Regions from separate parts of the Mus musculus genome. Here region 1 is linked to region 2. The links are chromatin contacts, called in public Hi-C maps. All regions are on one chromosome and are shown on one strand. The core of a region is the stretch at or near the end of the contact, and the rest is flanking DNA. Distances in the headings are between cores, read along the strand shown.

Region 1 (3,928 bases), core at 150-2,649, 320 kb after region 2:
CTAGCCTGGGCTTAGCTGACCAGTGAGTCCCAACCATCTGCCTATCTCTGCCTCTTCAGGATTGGATTTCGAGTGCATGTGCCACACCCAGCTTTTTATATGAGTACTGGGCATTCAACTCTTGTCCTCAGCAAGAACTTTACCAACTGAGCCATCATCCCAGGCCTCGTGAGAGCACTTTTATGGAACATTTGTACTCATTTCCTGTTAAATAGTCTGACACATCTTATTTAAAACATATTTATTAGTCAGTCACGTAGCTGGGTACGACTTTAGTCTTAGCTACTTTACATGGAGGCAGGAGGGTCCCTTGAGGGGATTATTTTGGGACCACTTGGGCTACAAGACAAGACTCTGTCTCAAACTTACCCCCCCCCCCACACAAAATATATTGTATGAGTGAGTGAATGAATGAATTATAACTGTTGGTTGTTCAGTGTGCTCATAAGGAAGGTGGGAGCCTATTATGACTTCAAAAAGGAAGCAATGTTTACAAACACAAAACGTGTGAGCCATTGCTTTAGGGAGGCAAGGCAGTGGGATTATTTCATGATATCCTACTCTTCCAAAGGGCACGGATAAATTTGGTAGAGAAATTGTTGCCAAGCCGTGCTCATGTATGCCAGCACTCAGGAGGCAGAGGCAGGTGGATCTCTGAGTTCGAGGCCAGCCTGGTCTACAGGGTGAGTTCCAGGACAGCCAGGGCTACACAGAGAACCCCTCTCTTAAGACAATAACAGCAGTAGCAGCAGCAGCAACAGTGAAAAGACAACAACAAATTGTTGATGTTTGTATGGATTTGATTATGTCTCCAAAGCATTCTTTTAAAGAATGGAATGGCATTATTTACTACCATATCTAGGAATAGAATGCTTTTGTTTATGAGGAAAGAATAGAAGGGAGATATAATATAATTAGGATTAATGCTGGCATCTTTTACCAATCACAGTTTTTGTTTTGTTGTTTGTTTTCAAAATTTCTGCAGTAAATGTGTGCTACTTTTATAACTTGTATAAGTCTCTTTTCTTTCTTTCTTTCTTTCTTTCTTTGGTTAAGAAGTTAGTGTGAAAAGTGTTATAATAGCTTTTTAAAAGCTTGCCTTTAAAAGAATAAAATTCCTGGCATTGTACAGTCACAGTAGCTATTTGAAATAATGGCAAACCACACTCCCCACACTTCCTGTATCAGGAGCCTAGTCTTCCCAGTCACAGCACAGGTAACTTGGAGGGGAGCCAACACACCCAAGCACTGTAATTTGGTAGATCACAACTCCCTCCTCCCCCCCCCCCCCCCCCCCCGTTGGGGCCTTGGGAAGGACCTGAGGGCTGGTGGTACAGGCTGGAGAAACTAGCTGGCTTCAGACTGTAGACTCTGTCAACAGTTCTCTGTATATTTACCTTGGGATTACACCATCTTGAAAAATAGCAGAAGTGCCAAAGTATTAGCCTGAAGATGAACAAACAAGGAACCCCAAGCAAAATGATAAAATGTCATTGCCTGCTCTTCTTCCCCGGTTACGTAACAAGTCTGAATAGTGTTGTCTCTCAACTATGAGGTACAGCTCAAATGTACTTTTGAGTTTTAACGAGGTGTTCTATTTGCATTTTTAACTCTACTCAAAACAGGCCATGTGAATGACATCAACTGTTTGAGTCAGCTGTTGGCCCCGGGCATCCACCCAGCATTTGAGATCATTGGTGGCATCTGTGAACTGCAGGGGCAAAGTTTTTTAGCTTGTTAGCTAGAGGGCCCCTCAGTGCCTTCACTGGTGCTAGTGTTAAGTAGACTATGGGTCTGAAGAACATGGCTAGAAATGACCAAGTAGTACATGATCTATGTGGGTTAAAACGCCTTGCATCTGCCAGGGCTTTGTAGAAGAGCTCCCATGAGACTGAAGAGTTATTTAATCTGGAAAATATCTTGTTCAGTGTGATGATGAAGTATAGCCTAGGCATCACCCACAGAAGAGGGTGCAGTAGGCACAACCATGAAGAAGCGTTTGCAGAAGCCAGTTCACACCTTCTTTTGATGACACAGGGATCACCTTACTGAGACACTGTAACGTGAGAGTGTGCTGGAGAAGGGCAGTTCTGTTGAGTTTATCTCCTCCAGGCTGTGTTTTCATCACATGTATTTTTAATTCTTTGGAATTACACTCAGAGTAATTGAAGAATGACCCGTAAGAAGGCTAGCTTGAGGAAACATTCAGCCAATGGGTGTGTTGTTGCTACCTGTCAATTAATTAATAGCTGCTCACAACAGGAGCCTGTAGTTATGCCGGAAAAGTGGTGCCACTTGGCTGCTGGGGAAATTCATGATTTAGATGCACAGGACATGTAATGCAAGACCCTTAAGGCAGCAGTTTCAGGTTCTTCCTGCTTTGTACTCCCCTTCATGTCTGGGTTTCCAAAATGTGCTGTCTTACATAGGAGTTCTGCTGGCCCTGCTGAGATCAGGATCTGAAAGGGCATCATGATAAACACAGACTAAAGCCAGCCAAGGACCTTCTATCTCAACTGAAAGAAATGACTGGCACTCCACTGTACTCAACTATTTTCACCCAGGCCTTCCTCATGAGGGTAGCCACGCTCTGAGAGGGCCTCCCTGTTGGCTTCAGTCCATGTTGATTTCCACCAGTCCTAGCTGTGTTTTTTGTTTTTTGTTTTGTTTTGTTTTGTTTTGTTTTTAATCACAAGCTATACACCCAAATAGTCACAGACCTTATATGCATTATTGAATGGAATGGCCGCCATGCTTAGGCTGTTGAGACTATAATATTTGATATTTTATGGCTCTCATTTTTTTTTTAAAGATTTATTTATTTATTATATGTAAGTACACTGTAGCTGTCTTCAGACACTCCAGAAGAGGGAGTCAGATCTTGTTACAGATGGTTGTGAGCCACCATGTGGTTGCTGGGATTTGAACTCCGGACCTTCGGAAGAGCAGTCAGGTGCTCTTACCCACTGAGCCATCTCACCAGCCCCATGGCTCTCATTTTTGTTTATAACTATGTAGTGACTTAAGATTGTCCTGTACACAGGGATTATGCCCCTTCTTTTCAGCTGGTGTGGGACCTTATAATGTGCTAGTCACTGAACAAACCCATAGAACTTTCAGAATAATTTGGTTGCCCTACTGTATAGGTTAAGGACAATGATTACATCTTAGCAAATGAATGATCTACACACAGCAGTAAGTGAGCAACTTTTTACTGAGCCTTTTAATTACAGTGCTAGAGAATTATTTAAGTAAAATAGACATGACTCCATGTCAGGATGCATGTGATAACTCCAGAAAGTGATCATCATGATGAGAAGAAAGGATACTAATTTTTTTTTGAGGGTTACATGAGGAACAATTTTCCCCCTATTTTACAGATGAACACACCAAGGCTTAGGGGAGTCTGAGCTGTCCAAGACTTGTATGTTAAGCAAGTGGTAGAGGCAGGCTCTGAAGCCTGTTGTGTGTGTGAGTCTTTAAAAATTTCAGGAGTATATCATGTAGTTGAACAGGTTGCTTGCTGTTTCTGGTGGTTTGAACAAGAATGGCCTCCATAGGCTCATGTATTTGAATGCGTGGTTCCTAGTTGATGGGACTATTTCGGGAAGGACTAGGGGGTGTGGCCTAGTTAGGGGAGGCATGTCACTGGGAGTGGGCTTTGAGGTTTCAAATATCTAGGCCAGGCCTAGTCTTTCTCTTTTTCTGTCTCCAACTTGTGGATCAGGATGTAAGTTCTTAGTTCCTGCTCCAGCATCATGCCTGCCTGCTTGCTGCAGTGGTCTTCCATCTGCTATGGTCACCATAGCGCTCCCTGCTATGATGGTCATGGACTCACCCTTTGACGCTATAAGCAAGCCCCTAATTAATGATTTCTTCTATAAATTGTATAGGTCATGATGTTTATGCAAGCAGTAAAATAGTAACT
Region 2 (3,870 bases), core at 934-3,433:
TTCAAATAATTCTTAGTATCTAAACAATCCTATCTATGCTCAGAATGATTAAAACTGGAATACTTCACCTCTCTTAAAACCCCTCAGTTTTCTTTGAAGTACTTTGTGAAAGACCATTGCTTCTCTTTGCCTTTCTGGTTGACTTTGTACCTTCTCTGTTCACTACTTCAAATTACAACCTGCTTAAGAAATGCCTGAAACAGAAACTATGTCTAAAAAACAAACCACGTCTTACTCCCAGGAATGTGAGGACATCTGTTCAGGCCACAGTGCTTTATTAGTCTGGGAACAGTGGCTACCTATTTATAGTTTATAGAGGTTTCATCTAAAGCAGAGCTTTGAGGAGACGCCACATTCAGTATAACCTGTGAAATACGGTGAGAAGTACCCAGTGCTAAATAACGTTAGTGTTTGCAGCCAGCCTCAAGTAGCCAGCAGCTCAGGCTCTGGAGTCAAGGGCGGCAGAGAACAAGTGCACTGGGTCACCTGTGGGTGGGAGGCTGAGATGGCTGCTGGCAAGGCATCCTTACACCTGTGTAAATCTTCAAGGGGCTCCTTGGAATGGGTTACGAGAATCCTAACACCATGGGACAGGCTGTCCAAGATGCGACTGAGCAGCCGTCTCGGAAAGAATCCAGGCAAGAACAGAGGGCTGCCTGTTAAAGTGAACTGACGCTGCACATACTGGCTGCTTGCATCCCCAAACAATGACTGGTAATAAACTTGCACCTTACCAGGATAGGGAGACTTTGGCACTAAATCAACATCCATGGCATTAAATATTTTCATCAACTGCTATCAAGAACGGCAGTACCCACAGATGCTAAGCTGAGGCCAGGATGGAGCACCTGCGAATGAGCACTTACTGGGACTTCTCATCTGTCTCTGGCAGCGGACCCTTCCAGAGCTCAGAGTCTGAAGCACTGTCTTCCTCCTCAGCGTTTCCTGCTCATTGACAAGGAAATGTCGTCATTGTTTTAACATAACGCATTCTGAATCGTTTACCAGTGCAATTAAATTAACCATGAATTTAGCAGTATTTTAGCTTCAACTTCTATGATTCCACAAAATTTAACTTATTCCTCAAGATACCATAAATTTTAAAAAATTAAACAATATGAAAAACACCAGAGCCTCATCAAAAAGTGAATGCAAGTAATATCTAATGAACAACTTCCCCATGTTACACTAAAATAGCAGCTGGTTTAATTATTTCCTTGGCCATACAACAGAAATGAAGAATTTTGTAAAGAACATATATGTATTAGGACCTACACTCAAGATTAGTTCCTGTAGGCTAAGGGTTTTCACTGGAGATGAGCCACTTACTAATGTAATTACATCATGGAATAGTTTGTCTGCCTGATACTACTTTATCCAATATTGAATAAATTTTAGTTGAGTTTAGATAATTCATGTGAGGTCTATTTTGTTATATTTTAAAAATAGGAATATATTATCTTTACTGATTTTATAGGTAATACATACTGCCACTGTCTAAAATAAAAGCAATTTGGAAATGTTTAAAGTCCTAAGGAAAAGTTACCCCAGGCCACAGGTAATACAGTCACTTTTTAAGTGTGGTTGGTCTTTAAAAAGGTATCATTCATATATATATATATATATTTAAATTAAGATTATACTGTGCATAACTGTAACTATAAAGGATTTGAGATAGCAGAGACAGTTCTCCTTGACAATACGTATAAATATGTCAAAGCTTTTATAATGAGATTTCTTTCTAGGATTTATCTTTGTTTTGAATGATGCATATGTATGTACAGGTGTTTGCAGAGGGCTGAGGTGTCAGATCTCCCAATGAAGGCGCTAGAACTGAACTTGGATCCTCTCCAAGGCCAATATGTGCTTTAGCCACAGAGCCATCTATCTAGCCCTGTGAAAACCTTAAACAAACAAACAAAACAAAACAAAACAAAACAAAAACTGTTATATGGAATTTGATTAACCAATCGTTAATTTCTGATTGGTGGGGATTTAGGCTGTATTTCCCATTTTTATTTTTATTGGGGGTGAGGGTGGGTGGGGAGCAGTCTGGTGATTAAACCCAGGATCTTAAACATGCTAGCAAGAGCTCCACAGTGGGCGGGCACACAGTCCACCACGCTGTTTTTCTTGGTGAACAGTGTGCATTTCTGCCCATGTTTATCTGAGGAGCTTATCTATTCCAAATAAAATATCAAATTCCAAAAGCAGCATCATTGGCCACCACATGTGCTCTAACCCAGTTACAGGGTCAGGTTTTCCTCCAGAAGAAAGGTTAGAGAGTTTCCATTCTTCCAAACAATGTCTGAGAAGGCCTCCTCTTCTCAGAATAAGTTTTTCTAAAGTAATAAGCATTATTTTTCCAAATGTTTGACAAATACTCTTTCAAATGTAAGAGAACATCTTGATGTGCTCATCCTAACACAGTGTGCTCTTTACAAACCTTAACTTACACAACGTCCATAGGATTAAAAGAAAAGATGCTACTTCAAGAATGACGTAATAAGAGCTAATTGCCTTGGAGAGTTACCACTAGAGTTCTGACTTAACTCGGATTTGGCTTGCCAGTACAGAACGTCCCTCAGTTCAGCACAGGACAAAAATAAAGCCGCATTGATTTGCCACGGTGGTTCTAGCCTTTTACCTGCTGGACTCTGATCTTTGAATCAATGTGTATGCCTGAACTTTGATCCTAACTGAACCTGTTGTGGCACCAACTTTAACAAATAGCAGGGGGAGGGTGCTGTCTAATGAGCTATGTACACATGATGATGAAACTATAAAGTCTTAGAGGAAGATTCCTGCTCTGTGACAGCCATCAACACAGTTCCCAGTGTCTTGAACTGATAACACAAGAAAGAATAAAATCTTCCACTTGCTGAGATAAGAAAGAACAGAAAACCCAATTATGCCTAATGAAGTTCTCTATATGGCATTACTGTCCAGCCGTCAGAGAACAGAACCTACATGGCCTTTAAAAACAAGCAGTTGATTGTAAAATCTTACACTGCAAACAGCTCTGGTGTTCACTCTGTTCCCTCTTAAGAATACTTTCCACAAGTCAGCTTTTCTACACTAATTTCCTTTGTATGAGTCTATCTGTCTGTGTGTGGTATGCATAAGTATAGTGTGTGCGTGTATACATGAAGGACAAAGGTCAACTTCTAGTGTTGTTCCTTGGGTACTGTCCACAGAAGGGGTCTTTCACTGGCCCTGAACTTACTAAACAGGTGAGGCTGCCTGACACAAACCCAGAGATCTGCCTGTCTCTGCCTTCCCAGCCCTAAGATTGAAAATGTGTGCAACTATACCTGGACATTTATCATACACTTATTTTTATATATGTGCATGCTCATGCAGGGGTGCTCATGCAGGACACAGTATGGAGGCTAGACAAGAAGCTATGGAAATCAGTTCTATCCCACTCCCACGTGGGTTCAGGGATTAAGCTGTCAAGTTTGGTGGCAAGCGCTTTCACTCACTGAGCTGACCTTGTCCCAGTTTTTAAAGTGGGCTCTGAGAACTCAATTCAGTATCTCTTGCTTTCACGGAAGCACTGTACCAAATGGACTATTGCCCCAGCCCAGCAGCACATCAATTTTCTAATACCAGATAATGAAATTTTACTTTTAAAAAGTTAAATCATCTTAAAATAAATCCCTCTGACAGAGTATCCATTGGAAAAGTGGTCAAATTACCTCAGAGAATCAAATCTATAGGAATAGACTAAATGATCTGTAGAGTTCCTTCCACTCTATGAGTAAAACTTCTTGATACCCTGAGGACGGGAGTCACTACTAACAGTTACCACTACAACCATCTGCCAGGGGTGAAAGAGTCCCACTACGGAATGACAGACAGGTAGAG

The links. Hi-C and Micro-C count contacts between places; a contact is called where the count stands out from the background.
Region 1: a contact with region 2 is called in a Hi-C map of liver, with 3 times the contacts expected there. A contact is called at or near these places in 2 of 39 promoter capture datasets (embryonic stem cells and hippocampal neurons) and 1 of 484 Hi-C or Micro-C datasets (liver).

What each region holds. Positions count from the first base shown.
Region 1 is chr19:38,513,337-38,517,264 of GRCm38.p6, forward strand. It overlaps a transcript of Plce1 not described here. Among named protein-coding and RNA genes, the nearest start is that of Plce1, 8.9 kb to the right of the region's middle.
Region 2 is chr19:38,188,963-38,192,832 of GRCm38.p6, forward strand. Fra10ac1 (FRA10AC1 homolog (human)) reads right to left here. Exons shown (of 14, transcript NM_001081075.2): 13 at 867-945. Among named protein-coding and RNA genes, the nearest start is that of Gm52398, 27 kb to the left of the region's middle.